Regions from separate parts of the Arachis hypogaea genome. Here region 1 is linked to region 2. Evidence: chromatin contacts called from public Hi-C data. All regions are on one chromosome and are shown on one strand. The core of a region is the stretch at or near the end of the contact, and the rest is flanking DNA. Distances in the headings are between cores, read along the strand shown. Region 1 holds the start of LOC112715339 (probable methyltransferase PMT23). Region 2 holds the start of LOC112715334 (non-classical arabinogalactan protein 30-like).

Region 1 (6,504 bases), core at 1,594-4,093, 320 kb before region 2:
TTTGCCGTCTCCCATAGGTGACAAAGGTTGTTCCAGCTGTCACAGAAGAAGTGAAGGATTCTCTAGTAAAGAATATTAGAAGACGAATGACTCCCCAGCCCCTGAAAATTAGGGCAGATATTGAAATGAAATGTTTTCAATTTGATGGTGTTCTTCACATCAAGGTCTTAGCCTTTTCTCTTGGCCCTGATTTGCATAAAAAGTTCCCTTTTTCTTTTCAACATCTAGTCATATAGTTTTCATATAACGTGCTATCAAGTAATTTCTGGTTGCCTATTTCCTAAAGTATTCTGAGGCATGGTAATTTATCTAATATGCAGGAGGCCATGAGGAAGGCTGAAGCTGCTGGAAATGATGACTGCCCTGTAAAAATTAAACTTGTTGCGCCCCCACTTTATGTGCTTACCACTCAGACTCTCGACAAGGTTAGTGCAACGTTGACAGAAAGTTTGATATGTTAATTGGCTTTTGACCTGAATTCAGTTAGTGCCTACTAGTGTATGGCTTTGTTTTTTTTTCCTTTTCTTTTTTTTTTTTATTGTGGGTGTTTTGGCACTACAACTCAGTAAGTATAGTTTTTCCACATGTATCAATCATCATTACCACATAATCCTTTCAACTGCATAGAGACAGCTGCTGTCATTAATGGACTCGATCTAGAATATTTTCCTTATTCAGTTCAAAGTTTTTTGAAATTTGTTGCTTTGTTATGTATTCGTTTTAAAGGTTGGAAAATTGTTCATATGACAAGAAAAAAAAGGGAAAGGGGGGGGGGGGGGGGGGCTAAGGCAGAGTTTATGAGTGCAAGAGGGAATTAATTGAAAACATCTTGCATTTACTGAATTTATATGGTGTTCGCTATGGTAAATCCTGTTACCTGCAAAATTAGGATGGAATTGTTTATACAGGAATAACTGTTCTTTCCTACATATCCTTGGAATTAATTAATGAACCTAAAGTGGAAACTAGAGAAAAGTCTGATACAAGCAATTCATATTCCATTCATGTCTCCTGTTTGGGAACTCTGATAACTTAGCTGCTGTTGTAATTTATTAGCCATATTATATTATAGTACACGATACACTATATCATATCATATATGGTCCAATTGAAAGTGATGCTCATTTTGTAATAAACTTAACAGGAGCAAGGGATACAAGTCCTCAATAATGCCATTACTTCTTGCACCGAGTCAATAGAGAAACACAAGGGTAAACTTGTGGTGAAGGAGGCACCTAGAGCGGTGAGTGTCACTCCTCTATATTTATCATCTACATTTGTTTACAACTGTACATATTCTGTCCTCTGATTTCTGTCTATGGAAACTTGAGATTTGACGCTGCATTTTTATGCAGGTGAGCGAACGCGATGATAAATTGCTTGCTGAGCACATGGCAAAACTACGACAAGATAATGAAGAAGTCAGCGGCGACGAGGACAGCGAAGAGGAAGAGGACACAGGAATGGGTGACGTCGATCTGGATAACAACGGCACCGGAATCACAGAGTGACACCAGACTGAAGGTAGAGTGTAAGGCATAGATAGCAAAAGATGGCTTTACTAATTTTTGTCTTTGATTTGATTCTTTTCAAACTGTTTTTATATGCGGTTGTATCATACAAACATGAAATACTATATGTTGAGAGGTTTTGTAATTTGCTATATTACTATGGAGTCTCCGCAAAAGGGTGTTCAACCCAAACTACGGTGTTTTACAGTTACATTAGAAAGTCCATCATCTCTCTTTTAAGACGTTTCTATGCTAATTTCAGTTAATGTTGGCCACCGGTGCTCTCATTGCAAAGCCCACGATTAGATGCACTCGCTTATGATCCACTTGTTTCAAGTTATTTTTAAAATAATGGTTTGCTTTTTGAAGCCCTTTTTGCAAAATTCTTGTATACACATTTTGTTGGAAAATGAATCTTTTCAATTTTTTTTCTCTTAATTGATTTGTCAAATATGTTCTTTCATCATTTAATATTTTTTCATCCATTTTTTCTTGTTTGACTTAGTCTGTAGTTAGAAATTATACTTGGTAAAATAATTGAAAAACAAATTGATAAGATCTATTCTCTGTTTTGTTGTACAATATTCTAGCGTGCGAAGTGCATTGATGGGAAAAAATTATCCCCTCTATGCAAAATTTTACGCGGGTCTTTACTCTTTATGGAGAGCTTATGCGAACTGTATGAGTTTGGTTGTAATAAAATGAATACGTGTGGATGAAATTAACAAAATAAAAAATGACTAAGACTAGATGATTTTTCTTTTAGGTGAATATGAGAGTTGATGATTTGAGTTGTTATTTGTAGAAAGGGAAAAAAAACAGAGAAAAGAAACATTGGCTCATTAAAAAAATTGTTTTTTAATCTGTCCTTGTTGTTAACAAGAACAATTTAGAAGTTGTTAATTCCACCCCTTTATTTCAATTTACGTAGAAAAGGAAAATTAGCTAAGGCAATGTTTTATAAGCTTCAACACAAACAGAATAAGCTATCATATAAAAAATAAAATTTTGATCTAAATCATATCTAACAATGAGTTAAAATTGATTATATGCCGACATAGGATGACAATGTAAATTTCCGAAACCCAGGGTCCATGGATGTGACATTTTAGTATTTTACTATCATGTCCATGGTTGATTGTGACAGAAAACACTAAAACCTGTCATTGTCGGTGAGATGCATGACCTAAAAAATAACTTTCAAGTTTGAAGCATTATAATATGCCGTCATATTGGCAGAAAATGTACAATAGAATCTGTCAAATGCATATTCTAATCTGTCACTACTCTGCAAAATCACGATCTTCTTCTTTCTGTTCTATTCTGCCCCTCTCAAGTTACAACACCAACATAATGTTACTATTATTATTACACTACCTTCCTCGTCATGCAATATCACTCTTCTTTGATCCGTACCCTCAGATTCAACGCTTTATTAGCTCCACCTAAGGATTAAATTTAAAATCAAAGCACAAAGATGCTGGTATGTCATTTTCACCGACTCTCTTTCCACAAGTCTTCATTAGATTCAAGGATTTGAGTTCACACACAAAAAAAAAAAAAAAAAAAACAAAAAAAGAGAAAAAGCTACGTTCTCACAAAAGCCAAATCTTGTTCTCTTCCTAACATCACAAGAATTAGTTGTTTGGATCATCGAAAATGGCGATTCAAGTTGAGGGAGGAATCTTGAAAGAGAGGAAATACCCTTTGGTTTTCGTGATATTGTTGTTGCTCATTAGTGCCGTGGTTCTTCTCTTAACCAACACTGCTTCCACCTTGAATCCAACGAGTTTCTACCCTGATGCCGAAAACCCTCAGCCACTCTCAGAATCAATCACAGAAGAACAAGAGAAGCCGCCCGAAGAACAAAGAATATTGCCTCAGAAAAAGGAGGAGGATGATTTCCGTGACGATTTTGTGGATTCGATTATTCATTGGGAAGTTTGTAAGGGTGGGATTGGGGTGGATTACATGCCATGTTTGGATAACATGAAGGCCATTAAGGCTCTAAGGTCAAGGAGGCACATGGAGCATAGAGAAAGGCACTGTCCTAAATCTAAATTGCACTGTTTGCTGCCACTTCCCAAAGGGTATCGGGTCCCCGTTCCGTGGCCTAAGAGCAGGGACATGGTGAGATTGATACTTTTTGGTAAGAAAAGACATTATGATTCTTAGTGGTTGATTTGACTCTGATTTTGCTGTCTGCATAGAAAATGTTAAAGACTGTTTCATTCTCTTGATATTATCGGTTTTGTTTTTCTTCAAAACCAAAGATGATTTTGTACAACAATTGAAAATTGTTTGTAACTTTAATTTGACAAGTTGATTATTTCTAAAATGGTGAGGTTGATACTTTGAGCAAGAATTTGTGGTTCTTAGTGATTGGCTGATTGCTTGAATGTGATTCTGGTATCTGTATAGAATCCATTTGATTTTTGCAATGATAAAGACTCTTTCTTGATTATGGTCTAAGATTGTGCTTTGCATTATACAGAGTTTCAGAAATTTGACACCATAGTGCTACTTGCCCACTTCCATTTCGGTTTACATTTTCATAAATCCATTGATGAAATTTACTTCTGGTTCTGGTTTTTTTCAGATTTGGTATTATAATGTCCCTCGTACAAAGCTTATTGAATACAAGAAGGAGCAGAATTGGGTGGTGAAGTCTGACAATTATCTCGTCTTTCCCGGAGGTGGTACTCAATTCAAAGATGGAGTTGATCATTATGTTGAGTACATAGAGAAGGTATACCATAGTACTAAATTATCATCTCTTTTTTTTTCCCTCCTCCCTGTTGGACTTTTCTTCTAGAAATAGAGGAATAAACAAAGATTTGAGAGGAGAAGGATATAGGGACCATGATGGAAGATTTTCTTTTGATTTACTTGCACACAGTTGCTTTTGAGAATGAGCCTGTTAGCATAGTAATGGTGTAGTCTAATCCAAGAATCAGAAAATTGAAACTAGGCCACCATAAGATGCGAAATAAAAGGGCAGCTCGGTGCACAAGCATCCCGTATTAATACGGGTCTAAGGAAGCGCTGCACCCAAAAGGTGTAATGTAGGTAGCCAAACTTGATAATGACATCAGTCTCTAAATCTACGGCTTGAACATGTGACCTTGAGGTCAAACGGAGACAACTCAACTGTTTTATTCAATTTATCCACTAATAAGTGTCAAATTGGCAAGATTGGTACATCAAAAAATCAATGCATTCGGAAATAATTGATATACGAATTTGTCAATTTGACACTTGCCAGTCAATGGAGGTTGTATATGGCTAATAATAATCTGATATTGTCTACAGGGCAAGAAGCTCTGAGCTTAAATAATTAGTACCACGCACATGTTCTTGTGATATTAGTATATAGTATTGATTTTGTTAATGTCTCTTTTTTGTGGCAGACATTACCAGCAATTCAGTGGGGCAAGAATATCAGGGTGGTTCTTGATGTTGGTTGCGGCGTTGCTAGCTTTGGTGGCTATCTTCTGGACAAAAATGTTCTTACCATGTCATTCGCACCAAAGGATGAACATGAAGCACAAATACAGTTTGCTTTGGAGCGAGGTATTCCAGCAACCCTGTCTGTCATTGGGACACAGAAGCTGACATTCGCTGATAATGGATTCGATTTGATCCATTGCGCACGATGCAGGGTTCACTGGGATGCAGATGGTACTTCTACCTACTTTTCTTCTTCTATAATTATCTTCCATGTTTCATCTGCTAGGCCGTGTTTGGTAAACGTCTCAAGACAGAAAATTCAGAGACATCGATACAATGGAGATTGAAATTGCTTTGGTTTTCCTCTAAATAAGTCTCGTGTTTGTGTATTTCTATGTTGAGACAATTTCCAAACTAGGCTAAAATTTGATAAAACTGTGTATTCACAAACCTTGCTCATGCCTTCAGGTGGGAAGCCATTATTCGAGCTCAATCGGATTCTTAGACCAGGTGGTTTCTTCGCCTGGTCTGCAACACCTGTTTATCGTGATGATAATGAAAGAGATAAGAAAGTGTGGAAGGGTTAGTCTTTGACTTCACACCTTTCTGTATGCTTCTGTTTTTTGTCATTTTATCTCCTTTTTCTCCATGCCTAGAAAGTAGACTATATTGACAATTATCTCATTTAAATAGGCTAATAAATATTACCACCTTCATTTCAAATTATGGCAATTTGGGTAAAAGGTGGTATATTGAAAAATCAACATATCACCTTACTCAAATGAACAGATATTTTGAAACAAATCGAGTATTATTCGGAGATTCAAGTTTTAATCTTCCGAGCACCTATGTTTTAAGAAATAAAGCATTTTTTTTCTTTTCAAACATGGCATTTTGATTTCATGAAGAATGTTAGAAAACATGCAAAATATTCTTCTAAGAATGGATATTGTTATCCCTTTTTTATTTCTGCAGCCATGGTGAGAGTTACAAAAGCAATGTGCTGGACTGTCGTGGCTAAGACCGTTGATTCAAATGGAATTGGTCTTGTTATTTACCAGAAACCTAACTCATCTTCCTGCTACGACAACCGAAAAGAGAACGATCCTCCAATCTGCAAAAATATGGATACCAAAGATAAACCATGGTAGTTAGCTATATCACCTTTTGGCTTATATATCTTTGACATCTATATCTCTACAAAATTTTGGTTTCTGATAACAACATGACAGAAAGAAATGTACAAACATCATTGCAGCTTTGATATTTTTCTTTTCATGAATTTTGTATAAATATAAATAATTAGACTTATGCGTCGGGTTTCTCCCCGAATCCTGTATAATGCAAGATGCTTGTGCATTGGGCTGCCTTATGCTTAAGCAATTAGACTCTCTTATATGTGTACAACATGTGGTCGAACTTTTAGTATAATAATATCTTGGCATCTATAATCTACTATTCAAAAAAGTTCCATAGAAATTGCTAATGCATGATCGACACTGATTTTAGCTTTATACTTTTATTTCTATCTATTGCTAATTTT
Region 2 (6,229 bases), core at 3,031-5,530:
CTACAGTCTTGGATTTTCTGGAGGTTTCCCACGTTGAGGCCTAGTGGGCTTGATGTATTTGGGTTTCCTCTTGCCTCCAGATACAGTTTATTATTTTTGGTTCACAAGTTGTTCAACATTATGTGTTATTTCTAGTTATGACATGATTTCAATTAAAATTCTAGGTGAGCTACGTTTCTGCCGAGGAACGATCCAGGGGATCAAAGATTAGTGTCTGCATGCCTTTCCTTGGATCGATTGCGTGTCCACGATGTGAGTCATTTAGTTATTGCTCTTAGTTTCAGTGGTTTATGTTAAGTATCGTGGTCTGACGAAACCCTTACTATTTCGATACAGTTTGTGTGGGAGCCTTATTCTTCTGCCGAGGTTGGTGCTGTTATTCACCCGGAGATACTAGCTGACGAGCACCGTAGGCTATGGACGGCCGTCACTAGCCTGATATATTTTGCTGTGATTGAGTGGCATCAGGTCGACCGGGTTCTGCTGCAGTTTGGCAGTCTTCAGCATCTCCCTGAGCCAGCTCTGAACATAGATTGGCTACGTGCGAAGGATGGCAGGGGTGGGGACAGGTGGTTCCTCACATATTATCGGGAGTGGCATCAGCATTGGGAGAACCGACTTCATTTAGTCATCTAGGTCGATCGAGTCCTTGATCTCGGTCCATCATCAGACTACCTGGAGTGGTGGTGCCGTGTGGCGCATAGATTCCTATCCCCAGATGTTGCATTTCAGGATCCTAGGCCGATTGTGTTGACTGAGGAGGCTCGTCACAGAGGGTCGTCGCAGGCACCTCCTAGAGTGCACGTTTACGACAGACCAGATAACAGGCGAGTAGATCGGCGTCAGCGTATAGGCACCCGTACCACAGATCGAGAGTGGCGAGAGCTGGCTGACCGTTTGGAGGAGGACATCCCTAGAGCTGATCATGGATATGCGACAGATTATCGTGTTCCTCGACGTAGAGGCAGACGACAGGCAGGGCGGGACGGCCGTGGAGGGGCTCGAGGTAGAGTACCTTCCGTTGATGATCAGAGCACTCAGCATGGTGTTGGTGAGGATGTAGTTGGTTCAGCCTCAGCTATGGATCAGCCGACCTACGATGTGGGTAGTAGCTCTCAGCTCTTTGGGAATGTCACCCCACATGCGTTTGCTGGGTATACCACCGTAGCTATTGGGATGGACATCGATGATCCTGTTACTGAGTCAGAGATCTATAGGGATATAGCAGACATGCTCATGGATGATGATGGGACCCATTATAGGCCACAAATACCTGACGACCAGTCCCAGTTTGCTGATCTGCAGCCACAGACTAACGATGTTCTTCCTCAGTTGGCCGTTGACCTCAACGAGCCTGCAGCATCTCCGACTGACCCATGGATCCCATTAGGAGGGACCCCAGCCTCAGCATTCAGCGGCATTCCCGCACAGCCATCAGGACCAGCAGCAGAGCAGAGACCTAGGAGGGTGAGGTGTCCTCCATTGTGTGGCACCGGAGGTCACCTGCTCGGTCAGTTCGACGATGATGACAGTGACACCATTGAGGATTCTGATTAGTTATGTCATATTGTCATGTCCGGTAGGAATTATGTTAGTTTATGTTCTTCGCATGCTATTTAGCCTTATGTATTTCAGACTTCTGTAATTTATTATCTGCCATGTATTTGATAGTTAAAAATGTTTGAGAATTGTCTAATATGTTATCTGCTATGTATTTGATAGTTTAAGCGGTTTGAGCTTCTATTATATACATGTATTCTGTCACAATTATCATGCGCAGTCTAAATGATATCACATTGATGCAATCAAACATCTAAAAATAAATGGTTTATGATAAAAATTCCTCCTTCATAAACCGTGGGAGCTTGCCACGGTTTATGCTTAGCTTTCTCTCTTCGTAAACCGTTAGAGCTTGCCACGGTTTACACACAAACCACAAACACCATAATCCGTGGTAGCTTGCCACGGTTTATGTTAAAATAAAAAACCGTGGTAGCTTCCCACGGTTTACATAGAAGTGTGAAAATGCACATGTACGTAAGGAATTTCTGTTTTGTGTATTTGAGTAAAGCTTTCACCCAATTTATTTATTTAGGTAAATTGCCCTAATAATTATGTGTTGTGGTGCAATTTTTTTCTTTATGTATTACTACTTACTTCTCTTAATTCTCGCTTTCATTCATAAATGAGAAAAAAATAAGATGCACGCTGTGAGATCAATTTACAATCCAATTACTTGATCATCTATGTGATCACCAAGCAACCAAATGTATTCTCTAATTTATAAAATTTAACAAAGACATTGGTAAGCATATTGGTTTCGCATTTATTTATATATTTTATTTATTTATGTTATATTTGTAATTATATTATATCTATTTTTATCAATATATTTTTTTAAAAAAATATCGTTACTGTTAGCACATGGTGTATTAAATAAATTAAATGATAGAAACACGTAACTATTTTCTTTTTCCGTCAAGATTTAGTAAAATATTATAATTTAGACTTGCAATATCAATATATTAATAGTAAAGTGGAAAAAAATGTAATATCATATCAAAGTATTTTTTTTAGATCATAATTGTAATTTATGATTGAAATCATAATTTAAATATTTTAAACGAAAAAATTTTATTTAGAGAATTTTTAATTTAAACATAATTCTTATATACTTAATACCTATATTCGAGTTAATACATTTAATACTATATTTAAAAAATAGGAACAATGCACATCATATTACTTATTTATTAATTAAATTATTACAATTCAAATTAATTTTAATAAAATAATTTAAAATTATAATTTCAATCTTATTACGTGTATAGTACGGGTTATTACACTTTTTCTTATAATTAACCACTTTGCTTATTTGATATGCTTCTAAACTTGATAAATGGTTAAACTAACTTTTATAACTAATAATCACTTGCAAAGGGAGTTGATTCTTTCTACTGTGTCGAATATATTTCAAGCAGGTGAAGCAAAACTAAAGCTTTAAGTCAAGTCATTAGACATTAATATTTTTGGTCAAATATACATTCTCCTAAGGCAATATTACTCAATTATGCTAAAATCCTTTATATGAAAACCCCCAAAAAAGGTTAAAATCCTTTCTGCATTAGATTAGAAGCATATTCAAATTCAAATATACAGTATACCTTTCTTATAATAAAAGAGATGAATCTGGACTGAACAATAGTATAAGTCAAAAAACAATGGTGATAGAAATGTAAGATAACAAGGACAAATTTTTGAGTCACTAGCCGCGCCTAATGGCTATGCTATATGAGTTGGGTTTGGAGGTTCTTGAGAGGACAATTTTGGTGTGATTAAGGTAAACAAGTTGTCTGAGATTTTATCATTTCTCTCTAAGCTCTAGGTAATATGTTGAATGTGAGAGAAAGAGAGTAAGACATACATTATCGTTGAATTATTGAATGTGAGAAGAACGAGAAAGACACAATAATTATGTGTTTTATTTACACATTAGAACTTAGTTGTGTTTTATTTAAACTCTATTTAAAAGTTATTTAATTAAATAAGTGAGCTGACTATTTGACTGTCTAAGTTAGTTCAGAAATTTATATAACCTAAAAGATAGAATTTTGTACATAATTACATGATATACAACCAACCTATTATAACGGATCTTATATTATCCTAGCTTATTTATTCACAAATATTCTAATAATATGCACCAAATAAAAGACGTATACATTTTCAATAGAGTTAAAAGAAATTTTGGTCTTTTGTACCAAATAAAAAAAAAAGTAAAATGAAAGGTGGTCTCTATAATTGCCTTAAATTTTGAATCTTACATATTTTTTATTTGCTATAAATCTCTCTGTAAATTCTTAATATTTAAGCTTTGATACTCAAATTCAAAATAGATAAAATGATAAGAATCGATGTTTTATGAACAGAGAGCACTTCTATGTGAAAAATAACCAACAAAAAGTATCACTGAAAAAAAGAGCTTAGATGTAGAAACCCAACTAAATTTATAGATTAAAAAAACTAAAATATAAAATTACAGAAACCAAAATTAAAATCAATAACAATTAACAACCCTATTGTTTAAACCTTTTCAATATTATGATTTATCCACATCACGAAAATATGTACATGATGAACAAAGGTGGCCTTCACGTAAATACATAAATTAACATGACAAACATTTATCAGTACCAAAGTGGAGGGCACGTTGGTCTACATCATCAATGATCATCAACTATATATATAAACATACACCAGTTTATGAAAATGCATCTTTATTTCTAGTCTCTTAACTCTTTCTAGTTATTTCACTTTCACACCCCGCCAAGTTATGGCAACCATACACTTCAATATCCTTTCTATCTTGCTTCTCATAGTTGCATTCCCTTATACAGAAGCTGATTATAATATTGTTCCAAAAACAACAGAGAAGAAAATAGAGGTGGTGGTGGAATCCATAGTGTACTGTCAAAGTTGTGAGCACCTTGGAACATGGTCATTGAATGGAGCAAAGCCAATTCCTTCAGCAAAAGCAAGTGTAACCTGCAATAGCCATAAGGGTCATGTTAGCTACTACAAGGTCTTTGAGACAGATAAAAATGGTTACCTATATGCACCACTTGAAGGGTTCAAGATGGAGAATTATCTACTTGATCACCCTCTGCACTCTTGTTATGTTAAGCCTATTTGGTCCCCGCTTGAGAGTTGTAACCTTCTCTCAAATTTGAATTATGGTCTGAATGGCGCTTTGCTTCGATTCGAGAACAAGAGATTGCGTGGAAGCAAATATGAGGCAGTTATCTATGCTGCAGGACCCTTGGCTTTCCGTCCCTCTGACTGTGCCCAGGTTCACTACTAGGATCTAGTTGCGGGTTGAAGTTTTGGAGAAGGAATCAAAGAACAAAATAAACGGGGGAAAAGTTTCCTTTACACTTCAAGGCTTCCCTTTCTTCCAAATTCTCCAAAATTAAAACTCAACTCAAAAACACTTTTTTAATGTATCAAACAATTAGTCAATTACCCTTGACCCAAGCATTCATATATGCTTCATCAAGTTTTCTCTTCTCCCACCCCCTCCCCCTCTTCTGTTTTTTCCCTCTTGGTTTATCTTTGCTTGTAATATTCAATATATAAAGTAGAGAGACAGAGACCGAAATAAATCTCAATATTCTATTTGGTGTAAAGTGAAAGATAGAAATTAAAACGAAAATGAAGCTCTAATTTAATTTGTACAAAGGATAAAATTAGAATTAATTAATTAAAATAAAGGTATTTTAGGTATAAAATGTTATTAAAATTTCAATCTTCATCTCTAAAAATTTCAATCCCCTTTGTCCTCACTTTTTGGAGGTATTGAAATACTGAAATTTTGAAGATAGAGACAGAAATTTTAATACCCGTCTCTGAGCCAATAAATATGATACTAAATTTCAGTCTCCCAATCTCTGTCCCATTACTTCAAAACAAACGCTACCTAATTGTTTTATGCCTTTTTATGATGAGTTGAATTGTAATGCTGGTCCAGTCAGTCTTTGGTTTCATTTACATTTCTCACATTGAACTCTAAATTAGTAAATTCATAGGCAATTTGTATAAACCATAAACTTTGTTGGGGAATAAAAAGGACAACAGAAAACTCACATTTGTGTGCCTCCCAAAAATCAAATGCATATTCTTACAACTTATAAATTGTAATCATTGTTAATCAATCACCTTGCACTTAAAAATCCAATGGCATATTAAACATCTTGTTTATGTTGTCCATCGCTTCCTTTGTGTGGATAGTTGGCTCATATAACTCGCATTCCTTTGACTTTCGCGAAAATTTTGGTGGTGGCGCAACTTGTTGCTGCTCCATATCATCATCATCAGCAAGGATTGAAAAGCCATCAAGTTCCTTTCCCCTGTTGATCTCAGGAGCTTTCTCCAGTTTCATTGATCTTTTTTTCCTAACAAAATCCATTGGCTTTCCAAACATGTTATTTATGTCATTCATGGCTTCCTTCATGTTGATTGTAGGGTCCACCAAGCCATGGTGGCAAACATTCTCCACCTCTGGCTCATCCAAGATTGCAGAGCCAACAAATCTGCACACAACTGTATCCTCTCTAAACTTTGATTTATGGGAACTTTCTTCGTCTCTATCACTGGATTTTTCAGAAGGAAGATCCTTGGGATGGGGGAAAACCAAACCATTCGGTTGTGAAGCTGATGAAGTAGAATCTTC

The links. A called contact is a pair of places that touch in the nucleus more often than the background predicts.
Region 1: a contact with region 2 is called in a Hi-C map of an unstated tissue, with 3 times the contacts expected there. The contact joins the promoter of LOC112715339 here to the promoter of LOC112715334 in region 2. A contact is called at or near these places in 3 of 8 Hi-C or Micro-C datasets (leaf and an unstated tissue).

The regions. Positions count from the first base shown.
Region 1 is chr10:19,909,809-19,916,312 of arahy.Tifrunner.gnm2.J5K5, reverse strand. LOC112715339 (probable methyltransferase PMT23) reads left to right here and starts at 2,843. Exons shown (of 8, transcript XM_025767097.3): 1 at 2,843-3,641; 2 at 4,111-4,260; 3 at 4,922-5,192; 4 at 5,430-5,543; 5 at 5,937-6,108. The coding sequence starts at 3,171. It overlaps LOC112715340 (eukaryotic translation initiation factor 2 subunit alpha homolog), which reads left to right. Exons shown (of 7, transcript XM_025767098.3): 4 at 18-164; 5 at 321-425; 6 at 1,145-1,243; 7 at 1,356-1,753. The coding sequence ends at 1,511.
Region 2 is chr10:19,594,349-19,600,577 of arahy.Tifrunner.gnm2.J5K5, reverse strand. LOC112715334 (non-classical arabinogalactan protein 30-like) reads left to right here and starts at 4,280. Exons shown (of 1, transcript XM_025767092.3): 1 at 4,280-5,178. The coding sequence starts at 4,334. The coding sequence ends at 4,861. LOC112715332 reads right to left here. Exons shown (of 7, transcript XM_025767090.3): 6 at 5,716-6,229; 7 at 4,080-4,545. The coding sequence ends at 5,723.